Regions from separate parts of the Rattus norvegicus genome. Here region 2 is linked to region 1. Evidence: chromatin contacts called from public Hi-C data. All regions are on one chromosome and are shown on one strand. Each heading gives the region's core, a stretch centred on a gene start, on an enhancer-like site or on the middle of the called end of the contact. The rest is flanking DNA. Distances are from core to core; before and after follow the strand shown.

Region 1 (3,323 bases), core at 776-3,275:
GATGAGCCTCTCTACCACACTCACAGATTGAAGCTTGTGACTAGTTAGGTTAGTTGAACTGCTGGTGTTCACTGACAATGCCAAATGGGAACCCAAGAGCTCAAAATGTTTGTGAGGAAACAGTATACAACACAGATTTTGTGAAATTCCTAACTTTTCTTTAATAGTTGTGTTTCCAGGGTCAAGCAAGACAAGATCTTTCAGAGAGGGAACAATTTTATAATAACTGGTGCAAAGCAGGGTGACTGAGATGCAGTGTCTGATACTATAGAATAATGTAATAGAGAAGAAGCCAGGTAGCCAAATGGATGGGTTGGTAGATGAATGGAAAGGTGGGTAAGAAAGTTGGGCTTTCCATGTGTTCCTGTAGGTGTGTGGCACAGGAATGAATCCCCACAGCCAGCTCCAAGGATAGCTTTCAAAAATCACCCTGTGGACCAAGTCCCCTTTCCTTCCTCTGACTAGGTTTCTGCAGGCTAAAACTACTGGACTGGAGAGGGTGTGTCTAGTGAGGTGACCCCTCCTAACATTTGGTGAACAGCCTCGGGGGCCCATCACACCCAGCTGATGATTTACCCTGGACCATAAGAGACACAGTAGACAAAGACTCCCTCTATTTCTCTGAACACCCGATGACCCTTGGTCTACACACACTAGGCTCATCACCTTGCCAGGCAAGAGGTAAACTGAACTGGCATTCCACCCCCTCAGCCAGCATGCAGGTGATACCCAGAAGAAAGCAGACAGATTAGGGCTTTCGTGCTACTACACAATGTTGTTTCCTTCAACCCTCCTGCATCCCACCACCCATCCCTCTTCTCAGCAATCTGTCAGTGGACCCAGGAGGGTTGGCATCCCTATCAGAGCAAAGGGTGGCATGGAGCCCACGGCCGGCACTGGCAGTACGCCTGCTTCCTCTGGTGACTCATTGAATTAATCAGTCCCAGGCTGCAGTGGCTCCGGGTAGCATTTCCCCCTCCCTTATCCCCTCCAGTTAGCAAAGCATACATATCATTAATGTTCAGTTGAAACATTTATATAAATTAGAGGCAGTGATGTCACCTAAAAGCCTTTTTATGAAGTCCTTCCTCTTTGCAAGGACAAGGAGTCACTTTGCAAGATTTGCCACAGCAGGATGTCCTGTGAGTGTAGCTGGCTGACTTTCTTTGTAAAACCTGGCTTATGCATAACTCTCAAGGAATAAATACATTTCACTGAGAAAGGAGTTGTACACTCAGGGAATCCTAAGAGTGGGATGAACTAGTAGGACTTCCCAATGGGACAGGAAGATATTTTCAGGAGGGGCACATAGGGACAGGGGAATCTGAAGCCATCTGCTTGATTTGAATCCTGGATCTGGACGTTTCTGGGCAAGTTACTCCTCTACACTTGTGTTTCCTCATCTGCTAGACAGGAGCCACAGTGGTACCTGCCTCACAGAGTGGTCATGAGTCTTAAGGGAAGTAGGCAGTTTCCAGCCTAGAGTCAATTTCACACTGGTATAAACTCGTATAATTCCCGAAATCCACTGCTTCCACATGATAAGCAACCAGATTCTTCTGGTGACTGATGCATTTCCAACACTCTGAAGCCTCGTTTGGGTCCCTTTGCCCAACCTAGGATAAAAGACCAGGCTCTGAAGGAGGCTTAGCTGTATAAGAATCCCCCATCGTTTCCCACTCACTGTAAGAGACGGGATTTGTTCAGAAATTGGCCCCCTCCTCAGTCAGCATGTTATCCTACAAAGATAGTGGGTAGTCTTGCTGGTGGCATGTTCCTTTGGCTAAAGTGGGGACTTAAACCTTTGAGTGAGGAGTTGAGGCAAGCCGTCCATCGGTTTACGTCTTTTTCATGACTCTGAAGTGCCATCCTGGCCTAATGTTGTCTCAGGGCTGTGGTTAGAGGAAAGAATGTTTATAAAAACGTTTTAAAACAGATTGTCTGCTTCCTTGGTGAAAGGCCTCTCCTGAGCCCTCTCGGAGTGCAGAGTACGTTCTGAGTCACTGACAGTGACTAAGGTCTCAGACCCAGGTTTGTTAACCTTTATCTAGAAACACCAGGGATGGTGGCCAGGTCACATAATGTGACCCATGCACAAGAGTTTGCTGGCTGCTCTCCCACATTCCACTGCTCAGTGTTTTCTAATGACAGAAGTGGCTTTATAGTGTGGACAGCCAAGCCTAAGGTATAACACAGCTTTCATAGATAAAGCTACCTACCGTAGGTGACTTGGGGCATGAACGAGTTCTCTTGCTCCCACCTGCCTCACTGCAATCAGAACGCTTTTAAAAGGAGGAAGAGTGTTTCTGGGTGACAGCGTGTGTCTGTGAGTTAAGAAGTTTTCTCTCTCTAGCAAAGGAGATTTCACAAATCTCATCAGATTCTCCAGATCTTTTGGGTTTTTTGAGACATGGTTTTATTTTGTGGCCTCAGCTGGCTTTGAACTTCCAACAATCTGCCTGCTTTGGTCTCCAAAGAGTTTGTTGTAGTGGTGGTATGTGGTTGCTGAATCTAATCGGGCAAAAATGAGTGGTGTAGGACCAGGTCTAACAGAAGAGAATCCATGATTCAAATCCGTCCTGGCTGGCATTTGTCCTCATATCATTCACAGCTATCCATGGTTTTATATTGTGAAAGGGACAAGAACAATAGAAAAGGAATTCATGGCATTGAAACTGAACCTTTATATTGAGACATAGCCACTCTTATTAATGTCAGCATTGTCTCTAACTGCTTCTATACTGTGGCAATTTGACAGACAATATGTAGATCAGAACGACTAAAATATTTACTATCTGTGTCCTCAGCTAGATGTTTCTTGATCTTTGGTGTAGATTTTATTTTGGTGGAATATTAATTTTGAAAAACTTTATTTTCCTGTGCCTTATTTTTTAATTTTTCCCAATTATTTGCCAGGATATATTAACAGTTTACTCTCCTCCTGCCCTCTTGACTCCCCTGCTTCGGGTGAGTGCAGAAGAGCCAGGCTAGGTTCGGGCCCTCGCTCCTTCCAGGAGGTGGAGAAGCACTCTCAGACACTGCACTCTGATTGGCCCCTGGATGCTAGCAACACTGACTTGTAGACTTTATAGGAAACACCACCGCTGGCATGGAGGCACTTCAGCTAAGAACTAGAGTAAGGGCACAGAAGTCATTTCAGAATAAAGGTCAAAGTGGAAGGAAGAGGTCAACTGGGAAAACGATTTTGGATGTTCTGGAGAACATGGAGACCAAGGCAGCGGAGCGTGAGGGACCCTGAAATGGGAAGGTAGTATCGTGTGTGCTAATGTGGTGCCTGGTTGCTGTACAGACGCTGCACACCC
Region 2 (3,405 bases), core at 156-2,655, 44 kb before region 1:
TGAGGAACAGAACATTCTGTGTGGGAAAAGAAATGATGAGCCGGAGCGTCTACGCCAGCCCAAGTGGTAGATAATATATCGACTGGCTGATTCATTACGGACTTGTTTAAAACACCATCAAAAGGCTGATACATGAAAACTCACAGAATGTCCACAGAGTGTGGAAATAACTGTGCATGAATGGAAGATTTATCCCAGAGAACAAGATGATCTGTTCTGTAGATCCATCCAGTGATCCTTGGTGCAGGCTTCCAGGTTCAGCCCTGGGCTGGTGTGTTTATTACTTTTGTGGAAAGCCCCACTGGCTGACGGCAATAGACAGCAATGAGCCTTCTGGTATTCTGTTCCCTGCAGGTCTTTTTAGTCTGCCTTTTCAACTCTGGCTCAAGACTCCAGGAAGTCTTGACTCAACTTCTTTAGGTGTTAGAAGAGGGAGATAGAAACAGATTGGACACTTGGGAGACATAATTAAGGAGACTGTGTGCGTGTGTGTGTGTGTGTGTGTGTGTGTATGCGTGCCTTAGTCTATTTATGTGGCCTGCCACAGATGATTTATGAAGAAATATACTTCCTTAAATTGTGGAGACACGAAAGACTAAGGTCCAGTGGCTTCAGCGTTCTTGCAGTGCCCTGCACTCTTTTTTTTTTTTTTTTTCCCCGGAGCTGGGGACCGAACCCAGGGCCTTGCGCATGCTAGGCAAGCACTCTACCACTGAGCCAAATCCCCAACCCCTGCCCTGCACTCTTAATTTAAGCTCCATAGCATCATGGCTGAGTGGGTTGGTGGAGTGACTTGATGTCGCTGTGCGTAATCTTCCTTTCTGTAAAGTAACACATTAATCGCGTAGAACAGTGCTTAAAGTAACTTCCCACTTAAGAAGTGGTAGCGTTATTATTTTTTCTTGATGAGAAGAGATGCCCGCAAAATTAGTGAAAATTCCCCGGGGAAAGTTAATACCGATATTCAACCTGAAGTGTCATTCAAAGGTGAACAATCACCCTTTCTCTTTCTTTGCCAGCCAGATAACATGGGACACTCAACCCCTTCTCTCAGCCTGACAGACCTCTCAGGGAAAGAGGCAAGAGAACTGGCAACTAGTTTCTGCAGTGAGCTGTGAATCTGCCAAACTCCATGCCCTCTTGGACCTCAGCTGCCTTGCTTATCCACGCAAGGGAGGAACAGTTAAATCCCAATGTGCAATGTCCTTTTCGGCAAAGGGGGTTCGCTGTCCCCTGTGTCCCCCACTCACGGGGGCCCTGCGTGCCACTCCCTGGCTCGCCTAGTAGTCCTTCCGCGCTGGGTCGCCTGCCGGGCGCCCACACTGCGCACCGAAGCCCGCCTGGCGCTAACTAATGTTTAACTCGGGCCGAAACTTGGCGGCGAGCTCAGGGTGACTGTGTGCAGAGCAGAGGCGCAGGACGTCCGTCTCCGCGCGCGGTGACTTCTGCCTGCGCTCAAGCTTCAGAGTTCAGTTTCAAGGAGCCGCCCAACCATGAAGGTGAGTGCACCCCGCGTCGCGGCTCCCTGAACCCGGAGTCGGGTTGTGGGTGGTGGTGTTTTGACAGATTTCCCCTAAACTGCCCTAGCGTTCCTGGAGGCAACCAGGAGCTGGCAATAGGCGGAAGCCATGGGGCCACTCCAACAGGTGAAGGAACGTCCGTCCCTCACACTGGCTTAGATCTGTGGCGTGTCCTACTAGGACCCAGGCACTGAGCCTTGGAAGTCGGGGACAGTCACCCGTGGAACGCACGCGGTACTCTCATTTGGCTTCAGACGGTTGGGTGGGAGGAGAGAAGCCAAAAGATCATAAGATCATGCTCTGGGGCCAAAATTCAGTGCTTCTGCTGAGTGAGCGCCAAATCCCTCCAGTCTATTCCTGCACCTGCAAACCCCTCTGCCTCTGAAGGGGCCGAGTTCTAACCCTCTTCTCAGAGCAGGAACAAAGGCTTCCCTCTAATTGTTGGCAATCTGACCTATTTGCAGACACCGTGGAAGGTTCTTCTGGGACTGCTTGGTGTCGCTGCGCTTGTCACCATCATCACCGTGCCAGTGGTTCTGCTGAACAAAGGTAGAACCTTGCAACATCTTAAAAAGAGAGGGTGGTTGGAGCCGTGGTTAGGTGGCATGTGATCTTGCAAAGCCCACTTACTTTACTAGGGGCCTTGACCCCTGTGCTAGGTTAGGGCTGAAGAGACTTAACAAGTCTCTAAATACGTTTGCTCCTTCTGGGGGCTCCAGTGTTTAGGCCTTAAGGCTTCCTCGTTTTGTTGTGTATAATAAATACACACTTCCTGAAACTGGGAGGGAGGCACGGTTTCTTTTTATTAAATGCAATGGAAAGTATCTTAGCTTCAAATTGATTTTAGAGGATTGTGCTTGTAGAGCTTCTAAGGAAATAAGACAGCCTTTGAAGATCCAAAACATAGCAATGAGGGAATGAGGATGTCTTAAGTGGAATGGGAAATGAGAAAGAAAGGAGACAACAACATCAGGAAATCCAGAGATTTTTCCTTCAGACATGACGAGATTTCGCCAATTGAAAGATTCAGTTGTAGAGAAGTAATTATTGGACCATTTTAGAAATGTTGCATCACTAAATCGCCACTGTGCACAACAGGGTGACTTGGAGTCAGTCAGCTTTTACTGGGTTGTTTCCTTGAAAGCCAAAAGTCAGTTTGCCAGAAAAAAAAAAAAAGCAGATAATGGAATGGCACTATTAGATGCAATAAGCATGAATAGTTAATCTGAGTCTCCCTCCACTCCCCTTCTCTTGTGAACCACTACGAATTACACCCTACACACTGTGCACATTCTAAATCAGTCATCACCCAAACCAGTCTCTCCCGATGGAAATGTAGTCAGTTGGCCTTAGCCAGACCTCAGGGTAATAACTGACAATTAACATGTAGAGCTATGAGAATGATCCGGTTTCATGATGGAGCCACGGTACCAAAGGTTAGTCAATGAAGCCTCAGCTGATCGAGTTTAATTAAGACACCAGTGATTATTACTGTTTTAGGCAAACTTAGTTCTGTTGTTTGGGAACTAAGGAAGATCAGATGTTCAAGACCAGCCTTAGCAGCAGAAGAAACTGAGGCCAGCCTGGAAGATAGGGCCCTTTCTTGAAGTACTTTTAAAACAAACCAAAAAAAAAAAAAAAAAGGAAAATTAAGTAACATTCAAAAATCTGGGTGGGGAGAAGATGAGCCCTATCTAGAATCAAAGAATCTCAAAGGATAGCTTGGGTAGATTAGTTTTCTCTTCAAAGCCACAGATCCTCCCCCTGGGGGGCGGGGTGAGGTGGTGGGGAGGGGACTGTAATCACAGAACTTCCCTAAGGGAAGCTTGTGGGATTATAGCCTATGAATAAACTCACTGGAGATGGACAAAGAATAAACTTGGGG

The links. A called contact is a pair of places that touch in the nucleus more often than the background predicts.
Region 2: a Hi-C map of kidney shows a contact between it and region 1, with 2.4 times the contacts expected there. The contact joins the promoter of Dpp4 here to the enhancer-like site in region 1. A contact is called at or near these places in 3 of 12 Hi-C or Micro-C datasets (kidney and liver).

The regions. Positions count from the first base shown.
Region 1 is chr3:67,407,098-67,410,420 of GRCr8, reverse strand. All of the region lies in intron 10 of Dpp4 (dipeptidylpeptidase 4), which reads left to right. Among named protein-coding and RNA genes, the nearest start is that of Dpp4, 44 kb to the left of the region's middle. Within about 2 kb of position 2,025, at least 11 of the 93 cell types and tissues checked have an H3K27ac peak or open chromatin away from gene starts, as enhancers often do. A contact at or near this core is called in kidney and liver, where this site is marked.
Region 2 is chr3:67,450,422-67,453,826 of GRCr8, reverse strand. It overlaps Dpp4 (dipeptidylpeptidase 4), which reads left to right and starts at 1,405. Exons shown (of 26, transcript NM_012789.2): 1 at 1,405-1,499; 2 at 1,985-2,069. The coding sequence starts at 1,494.